2 separate regions of the Gasterosteus aculeatus genome follow, and region 2 is linked to region 1. Evidence: chromatin contacts called from public Hi-C data. All regions are on one chromosome and are shown on one strand. The core of a region is the stretch at or near the end of the contact, and the rest is flanking DNA. Distances in the headings are between cores, read along the strand shown.

Region 1 (4,706 bases), core at 1,077-3,576:
GGTTGGGGCTGAGTGGTGTGCGCGTGGGAGGCGGAGGTCTGCGTGTGTGACCCCCAACGCCCTCCCCCGGTGGTCAGGGCTTCGTGTTCCGTCTTGATGCTGGGGCTGCCAGGCAGCGGGGGCTGGCTCACTACGCTTTTCAGCTGCTGGATCACAGCCCGCCCGTTGTGCACCCTGCTGCCCCGCTCCCCTCCGATGGGGGCGTCGCCGCCCCTACTCGGTTTGCCTCCTCCAGCTTCTTCCTGTTTCAGTCTCTCACCGTTTCCCCCCTGGTCCCACTCCGCCTCTTCCTCCTCCTCGCCCTCGCTTTCGCTGGCCAGGTCCGAGGAGGCCGACACGCTCTCCTCTGCCTGGCGGAGCTCCTCCAGTCGGCGGCGGGTTTCAGGAGGAGCCCCCTCCGGGTCGGACCTCAGCAGGCGCTTCCTCCTGGCCTCTGATTGGACGGCCGCGGTGGTAAATTTCTCTCTGCCTTTAGAGCCGGGGTCGCTCTTCCCCACCGAGCTCTTCATTGGGTGCGATCCTAAGGAGGAAGGGTGATTAAAGGGGCACCGAAAAGGTGTTTATGTGTGTCAGTGGGCATCATGGGAAAGAGCCAGTGTGTGTGTAGCACCGTACCTCGGGCCTGGGGGGAACTGTCGGTGGGGGATGAGCTGACCCGCAGTCGCTCTGCTCTTACATTCTCCGGTAGCTGCAGTATGTCCAGGGGGGTGTCGGGCAACTCTGTTCGACTGGATGATGTTAGAAATAGAGATGGATTCAAAAACGGACGGCGAGAAGGACGGACGTGATAATGTAAAAGGAGAGGCAGAAAACGGTGCACCGACACACGGATGATCAACGCTTAAAAGCCACAAAACAAAGAAACAAAAAAAACACTAATGCCTTTCTGACTTTGAGTGAATACTTTGAGACGGAAACAACATACAATCCGCCTGACAAACTCCACCTAGCAAATCAACCCGATTCTCTAAACAAACTGCCCTTATCACACGATACACAAGCACCGACACGCAAACTGACAAACACCGCCCTTCAAGACACACGCGCACAAAAACACACACACACACACACACACACAAGGCCCCACTCAGCAGCCCCCCAATACACAACTAAGCTCAGACAAGGAGGGGGCTGTTGGAGAACTTAATGAGCTCTTGTAATTACAGCACTAATTAACTAAAACACCATTCAGCCCCAAAATTCTGACCGAATCCATTTGTTGTAATTATATAGCGTCAGTCCAATTAGCATTGAAATTCAGCCTAGTCCTTTTGTTTTTGTGTCTGCCGTTGTGCACACATTTTTATCATGTACGAGCGTGTGCACATTGTGCGCATGGATCTTACAAATGTGTGTCTGCGTCAGTGTCTGGGTGAATATGTGTGCGTATACACGAGGGAAATAAGCAAAGCATATTTTGCCGAGGTTACTGCGGTCGCTGCGCCTGTTGAGTGTATAAATAAAGCCTTGGACAGAAATAATACTGCGTCATTTGAACTGCGACAAAAAGTGCAGAGTCTTCCCTCAAAATCTCCTTACAAGATTATTTAGAGTGATGATATTAAGTAGTGAGTGAGTCATGTTAACTGCATGTTTGCAAGCAGCTTGATATACTCTGCAGAGGAGGGACGTTTAAATAATTTGAACAAAACAAAAATAGATAAATAGTTACAAGAAAAAAGATCATCATAAGAATGCGCAGTAAGAAAACTGAGAAAACTGAGTTCTAACCCTAAAATCTGCTTTCTATAATGGACAAAACAATTTGGCAACTATAATATAATTTTGAAGAGAAAAACCAAAAGCATAAAATTCAATTTTTCATCTCAAAACTGTATAATATATATAAATGTTTGAATGTTTATATTAAAAATAACTGCTTGTGCTTTGCTTTGACGGCACCATTTGTGTTATCATCAAGTCTTTCATTAATCCCTCTTCATTTCATCGGCCCTTCAAAGGTTCTCTGCTAACCTCAGTTCACATGAGCACAGACTGTACTGACCTCAGGATGTAATTGACCCAGATGACGTTGCGTTCATGGGGGGCTTTGTGGTTGATGGACACGGTGGCGCTGGACTGGATCCACAGGTAGCCTCCTCTCCTCTGGAGCCAACGGTAGTAGCCGGTCACCACCTGGCCTTTCCTCAGCACTGAGAGCAGGGGGGGGGGAGATGGGGAGGAGGGACGCAGGACAGGACACGGGAGGGAGAAGAAGGGCAGGGAAGGAGAGAGTCATTGGTTTGGCAGTTCACGATGATGGCAGCAGAGGGCGCCTCTCGCAACGGGACAGAAGGAGATTTCAACTGGCTCTCACTCCACAGGTCAGACACCGCGTGTAGCGCCAAGGCGGCGTGGATCCATTACATACAGCAGACATGCGTGTAGCTGTGACTCACAATCCTCGTGGCTCTGCCGGAGGTTTTCCAGGTCTTCTATATGGATGAAGTGGTAGCAGGTGTGTCCGACCACCTCTGCCGGGGTCAGATCCATATACTCTGAGATCCTGTGGAGGCACGCACCAACAAAAAACACACTTGTACTTGTGTATTATTGTGTATACCGCCGCAACTCCTCACACACGGGGCAAAAGCCGTACCTGTTCTCACAGTATGTGACCTGCAGGTCCATGTTCACCCGGAAGACAAACATCTGGCTCTCCATGCGGACCTCATTGAGCGTGGAGGGCGGGAGAGTGTGCGCCAGGGCAACCAAACCCATCGGCCGGCGGCCTGAGCGCGTGGAGCCCGGCACGAGCGCAGGGCGGCAGCGGATCCGTCCCGTCACGTGGATCACCTGACAAACGGCAAAGACATCAGCGCGCGCTCGTTTCATGGAAGGACGCGTTTTACGCCGCCAGACGTTACACAACTCAGGGTAGAGAAAGTAACCGCAGCCGACGGATGGCAGCAGCACGGCCAGCGAGAGCAGTAAACTGTGCAGCAGTCCAGCGTAAAATGAGGTCACAGCCATAAAACACACTGAAAACGGGCAATTTGACAGTGCAGTGAGGCGCCAGCCGCGGAAACCATGTGACAAGATGCTTCTTGTTATTTCACTCTCCCAAAAAAAACAAGTAGGTAAATAGGAATAAAACTAGATGGGTTTTCAAAGTATAGGTCATTATTTTCTTTGTACCTTGTATCCGGAGGACTTGACATGCAGGCCTCTTTTGGTGAGCGTGGACTTCATGCGGATGAAGTAGCCGCGGTCCGGAGGATCATCAGCAGGAGAATGAGGACTAGACGGAGCTGTGGAGGATGAAAGAAGACGTAAAACTACAAAAACATATCCATCCTGCAGGATTCGTCATAAATGCACTTATTTTGAGATGTGTTTGAGATGTCGTTCTTATGTTTCTCTCTCAGCTTTGTGGATTGAAATCATAGCCAGTACCGGGTTCAGGGGTACCAGCCAGGGATGAGGTGGACGCTGAGCTGGAGGCGCTCTCGGGTCCCGTGTGGCAGCCGGCCTCGGCCCTCAGATGCGGGCTGATTCCCAGCCGCTCGGCCATCTCCACGTGGTCCGCCGGATGGATGTAGTCAAACACACTGCTGCCGGTCAGCTCCACCTGAAGAGAAGCGGATACGCTGATCAAAAAAAAAAAAAAAAAAACGAAGCTCAGAGCACAAATGCCTCCGGACGGCAAAAAACACACACACACACACACACGCGCAGGGAAAAAAATCAATATACATTATGGCAGGAAAATGAAAGCACTGCTCCAGGTTACAACTCAACAAGGAGTGTAGCGGTTGTAAGACATTCCCACGCACGCACACACGCACATACATACATTTAAGTCCAGTCTCAGAGGACCAAGTGACTACAGTATTACACAAATAAAACCGGGGGAGATAAAAATCAATTGTATTTGCTGATTAAAAACAGGTGAACTGCAAGTATCTCCAAAGGTCACATTACTATTCTTCTTATTCCCCGTGTCTCTGCCAGCCCCTTCATTCAGTTACAGTCTATCCCGGCAGGCATAAAGAGCAACGCAACAGCTCATACAGCTCTATATGATCCTATCATCATAATGCATCACAGTCACATATCTAATCATTTAAAGGTAATAATGGCGCTGCTCTTGCACGGCATCCATAAAAACAGCACAATCGGGGCGCCCGTGATTCCATCTGGAACTGTATACATGATTGTGCGCGCGTGCAGGTGTGAGTGTGTGTCTGTGAGAGAGAAAAGTAATGGGGGAGAGAGAGGCAGAGAGAGAGAGGGAGAGTATTCATGCTCACACACATGCATGCAGTTTCTATTACATCTTTGAATGTGTGTGTGTGCGTCTGTGGTTGTGCGTGCCAATACCATTCCATCTGATAAAGCCGTGGCTGCAGCAGCCTCACACCCTTGTCTGTAGGACACAGCCATTTATTACCGGATTAGAGCCATTTACTGCAGGCTTTATGGGAGCTTCAGCAGGCCCTCAAGGACATCACAACCGGGGGAGAGGAAGCAGCGGGAACGGGGAAGGTGGGAGCCGAGGAATGAGGTGGACGATGAAGGAACGGCGGGGGGGTACAGAGGGAGGAAACCCCAAATAGTGAGTGAAGAAGAGTGAAGAAGAGCGAAGCGACGCAGGTTCTGAGCCCCAGACATCTCCTGAGGGATGTCCTGTTTTTTTGGAAATGTGCCACCAAACATTAAATACTAGATCTGAAAGGCAGCATATGGAGAAACGAAGGTAGCAG
Region 2 (4,706 bases), core at 1,626-4,125, 50 kb after region 1:
TCAACTTACATCACTCCATCTCCATCAGCATGACGGATGCAAAATGTGGCCTATCCTCTTGCAAGGAGATCTACGTTCAGGCTTTCTACAATTAATTCTATGTTTCAAACGCATCTAGTGTTCTACAAAGAGAATACAAAGGCAAGGAGATCTAGGATAGTTTTCTCACAGCGTTAGAAAAAAAGAATGCATAAATATGTTAGTGTGAAACACTAAAAGATGTTCACCAACCGGATCACAGCCAAGTCTAACCGAACTCGGAGAGGCAACAAGGTCGAGCGCAGCCCATAAAATACATGTGTAACAATACCCCCATCAAAAGGCCCCATCTGCTGAGAAGACACAGGTAATGTGCCTGGCCCTATTTTAGAGGCGCTGGCTGTTCAGGGTCGCGCGGAGTGAGCGTCGGGAAGCCGGGCCTGCTGTGCTAGGGAGGAAATTCTCAGGGCGATCGATGCAGCGGATTAGGGCCGGCTTTGGGGCTCAGAGGCCTGGATCTGAGCAGTATTCTCAGCGGGGCCCCTGAGAGAGCCAGAGACGATAGCTGAGGGAAAGAAAAGAGGACCGGGGGAGAGGAGGAGCGAGAGGCTAACCTGGAACTGTCAGGAGGCCGAGGGAGGGTTGGTCCGGCTGGGAGAAGAAGAGCTGTCACGGTCCCAGTTGACATCATGAATGGTGCTGAGACTCGGCCACCCACTCAGACAAACGCTATCCAGTCTTATTGGATAAGCTGTGGAGCAAATGGGAGATTGTATGTCACAAGAGAGAGAAAACAGACTGATAATTATTGAGGAAGTTGGTTATTTCGCCTCCTTCATCTCCATTTTTTAATTTTCTTTGGGCCAAATTGGTAGTTGTCTTCTAACTTGAGGAGTGCAGCACACAACAAAAGGCTCCCTCCGTCTGCGAGTCTGCCTTTGACGCTCATGATTGGTCAGACTGTTCGCCAGCTCGCCGCTCTCCCCCGGGTGCAGACGGTTGGATCCATGATTCATTTTGCAATGAGGAAAAAAAAAATAAAAAAAGAGGAAGAAGAAGAGAGCGCGTGTGAGAGAAGAAACAGCAAAGACCACTGGGAAATTATACGGTGGAGCGGCGTGGTGGATCTGGAATTAAACGGCATAATTAATCGAGCAAAAAAACAAGCACGTTGCTCATACATTTATTATTTGCATTTTTTCCACTTCAGGAGATGTAATCAGCAGATATACGTTGCCCGCCCCCCCCGATCCATGTCACAGGGACCTGGAGGCCGAGCGCCCACTTAGACCACTGACCCTAAAGGTGCAGAGTGGGATCAGTTTTGTTCCACGCTTTATCTTTTTCTCACCATTACCCCTCCACAATGCCCTCTGCCTCCAAAGTAATCTCCACAACAACAGAACAAGTCCCACAGAATCATGTTGCTGTCTCCCCGTCCTTTAAATTAGGGTGTCTGCAAAATTGGGTTCACAACTCTGGGCTCTCTGTGGAGTTGTTCTGCATTATGCAGTGTGCGCACTTGACCCGATGAAGCAAAAACTAGCCACTTTCAGAAAGATAGCGTGGAAATATTACAGCAATATAATCACATTGCAGTAGGGGGCTTACAAAAGCATCGCAAATGCCTCGCAAAACAACTTTAAAATAAATAAATCACCATCGCAAACGTGGCTACAAAGGTCAAATTAGGATGCACGCCAATTAGCCGCCCTCGCAAAAACCCCTCTAATTATTTTTTCTGGCATGAGTATATTGTTGTAATGACTTTCATCAATGGTCCTCGCAATGCACCTGCAAGTTGGGCCAAAATCTGACTTCTTAAAACTTAGCTGTGTCATGTTGCTTTGAAACCTCATTTTACAAAGTAGTTTTTACTGTCCTGTTTGAAGATGATAAACTGCATTGATTTAGTAACTTAAAAATAATGTTGTCACGTTACAAAAGTTCCTAATCCACTACATTTAGTCTCAAAGTTGTTGGTTGAATTTGTTCTACCTTCTTGATCATTGCATGGCCCCTCGGTTTGATCTTGTCAGCGCGTATATTATTTACACTCACATCAAGTGGAAAGAACATTTCATGCATCCACACTACCTAGGATTTATCTTTCTTTGATCTATTATTCAAGCTTAGCTTACGCTTTGGCTTGTTTTTTTTGCGTGTAATCATTTATTTTCCTCCTGGTAATTAATACAATTTGATATTAATTCATCGCCTTATACAAATTAAGAACGGTTTAATTTGAAAAAGCAATAAAGCAACACATTTACACACTATTACGCCTCGTTATAAAATGTAGTCTTATTACTGTCTATATAAGTATTGATGGTAGAGAATAACAGCATGTTATTATCATAGGGAATTGATCACAGGATCCACAGCATTGCTGAATGTGCACGTGGAATGGAAGTCGCGGCCTCCATCATGAAACACCCCATCTTTCCCCTGGATCCCCGCCGCCTGCGCCACGTGCACCGAACCCTCCCCCGTTCCCGCCATGCATGAACACGCACGCCAAATAGTTTGAAACGTATCACTTTGCGGCTGTTCAATATCGGCTCGCTCCTGGAGCGCTGTCATCAATCGCGCCATCAATATGGAAATACCGCCGCGTGACCCAGGCATTAATCAATGGGCTCCTCGGGGAGACGGGGGGGGGGGGGGGGGGGGGGGGGGGAAGAGGCCACGGGGCACCTAAAATCATCAATGAGACGGATCGGCCCGCAGTCGGGCTCGGACAGTCCGTATTGATAAGAGCATTTCCACCTGTAGCGGGCCCGGGGCCCCGGGGCCGCGAGGCGGAGTCGGCGGCCGCATCTGAATTCAATCCCCGCCGCCGCAGCTGCTCCGAGCCGCGGAAAGACACGGCTGAGCGGAGCTACGTGCCTCGACTCGCCATAAGAGCGCGCGCTCTCCCTCTCTCCCCCTCTCTCTCCCTGCAGACGTGTCCCCCCTTCTCTCGGTCTACCTCACAACTTTAGTGGCGGTTGTTGTTGTTGTTGTTGTTGTTGTTGTTTGTCGGGTCGTGCATCGCTCTAAAGGACCACATCACGCGTCTTAAATGCAGAGAGCACCGATGGCTTCAAATTAAATTCTTTGTCTTTATTCCGAGGCTCACTCTAGCGAGCGCGCCCCCCCCCATCATCATCATCCTCCTCCTCCTCCTCCTCCCCCCCGCACGCTCTCTGGAGTTCAGTCAAAGCCATTTCCTCCAACTTCAAACCGCGCGAGCGGGGGAGAGGAGCTCCATATCAATGAGACGCGTCTCCGGATGCGCGTCTCACGCAATCGCCTCGGTGCGAGCGCGTGGATTAAAGCGCGTGGATGCGCCACCTCTGTGTGTAGAGACTTCCAAACCTTAAACCACGAGCGATTATGTCGACGCCCCCCCCCCCCCCCTCTCCTCCTCCTCCTCCTCCTCCTCCTCCTCTACCCGGCCGAGCGATGGCTGTATCCGGGTACTTTGTGGGACAATTCCGCCCCCTAGTGGCGTCTCTGCGTACGCACAAGGGAAAAAGCAGGAGATGATTGTGCTTTATTCTCTTATCTCACTTTTTAATTAGTTATTAACTGTCGTATCCCTGACGACCCCCGAGTGGCTTCATCCCCACGCTGGCCATTAGATCAAACGTTGACGATCGCCGTGTTTGACTTCCAATCAACTCCCACACCACTCACTCCCTTGTGACACCTCTTAAAGGTTAGAGTTCAAGGGTTGTGTGTCCTGTCTGCCCTTTTCACTCGCCCCTCTATCGCCGTGGCCCTTTTCTTTTTTTTCTGTCGGCGCCAGAATGGAGAGATGCACCACAAAGGTCATGGACATGGATTTCCTTTGGTTTGACTCAATGAAAAGGTCAGACGAGGGCACCGTGAAATGGCAGTGAGGCCTTCGCGTTGGCCTCGCAGGGACCCAAGTCCTTGGGCTACATCGCCCGGAAAATGGCACAGGCGGAGCCGGCGCCCCCCCACGCACCGTCCCACCCAAAAAAGAGCGGAGGCCCTTGTGGGCCACTGTGATCTCATCTGAGTGGCCCCTGAGTGGCTAATGTGGCCCTTCAACCGTATGCACAGCAAACAGACAAAACATGTGGTGGGATTTTGTCAATCTGGGTGGAACTGAACTTTTCAGAGCATTTTTAAATGAACATTGCTCTTTAATTATGCAAGTCCTGACGTCTCTGTATCAACAGATCGGAGCTACAGTGTGTTTCAATCCTCCAAAGCAGCTGCAAAACTGTTAGTAGAGTGGCGTTAATCTGAAGGAACGTGAGATGCCAGATTCCTGCTGCTCACATCAAGAGTCCTGTAACTTAGATAAAAAACATCTGCAAAAAGGATGTTGGGTAAGTAACTTATCAAGGGGTTTAGGTGTATATAGAATCAAAAATCTGCCTGTTGGATGTGGGTTTTTTTTAAACGTCGTGGCGCAGGGGTTAGAGATGGTGTGCTGGGAAGCACAAGGTTGTTGGTTCGAGTCCAGGCTGCCCCATGTTCCATGTCGAAGTGTCCCTGAGCAAGACACCTAACCCCTAATTGCTCCCCGGGCAAAAATGTGAAAAAGCCATGGGTTTAAAGTGTAATGTAAGTCGCTTTGGATAAAAGCGTCTGCTAAATGACATGTAATGTAATGTAAACCAATGTATCAAGCAAATTGGTTTACAAAATCCCGGTTTATTGCACAATAGCTACGGCACGTCTCAATCACACACTCGGATTATATTGTT

Evidence for each region. Hi-C and Micro-C count contacts between places; a contact is called where the count stands out from the background.
Region 2: a contact with region 1 is called in a Hi-C map of skeletal muscle, with 12 times the contacts expected there. The contact joins two enhancer-like sites. A contact is called at or near these places in 5 of 6 Hi-C or Micro-C datasets (blood and trunk muscle, skeletal muscle, tail fin and 1 more).

What each region holds. Positions count from the first base shown.
Region 1 is chr1:10,103,920-10,108,625 of fGasAcu3.hap1.1, forward strand. npas1 (neuronal PAS domain protein 1) reads right to left here. Exons shown (of 13, transcript XM_040186657.2): 7 at 3,397-3,571; 8 at 3,139-3,251; 9 at 2,600-2,796; 10 at 2,400-2,506; 11 at 2,006-2,153; 12 at 616-728; 13 at 1-520. Among protein-coding and RNA genes, the nearest start is that of LOC120824999, 6.8 kb to the left of the region's middle. Within about 2 kb of position 2,327, at least 2 of the 9 cell types and tissues checked have open chromatin away from gene starts, as enhancers often do.
Region 2 is chr1:10,153,021-10,157,726 of fGasAcu3.hap1.1, forward strand. No RefSeq gene overlaps it. Among protein-coding and RNA genes, the nearest start is that of npas1, 20 kb to the left of the region's middle. Within about 2 kb of position 2,876, at least 5 of the 9 cell types and tissues checked have open chromatin away from gene starts, as enhancers often do.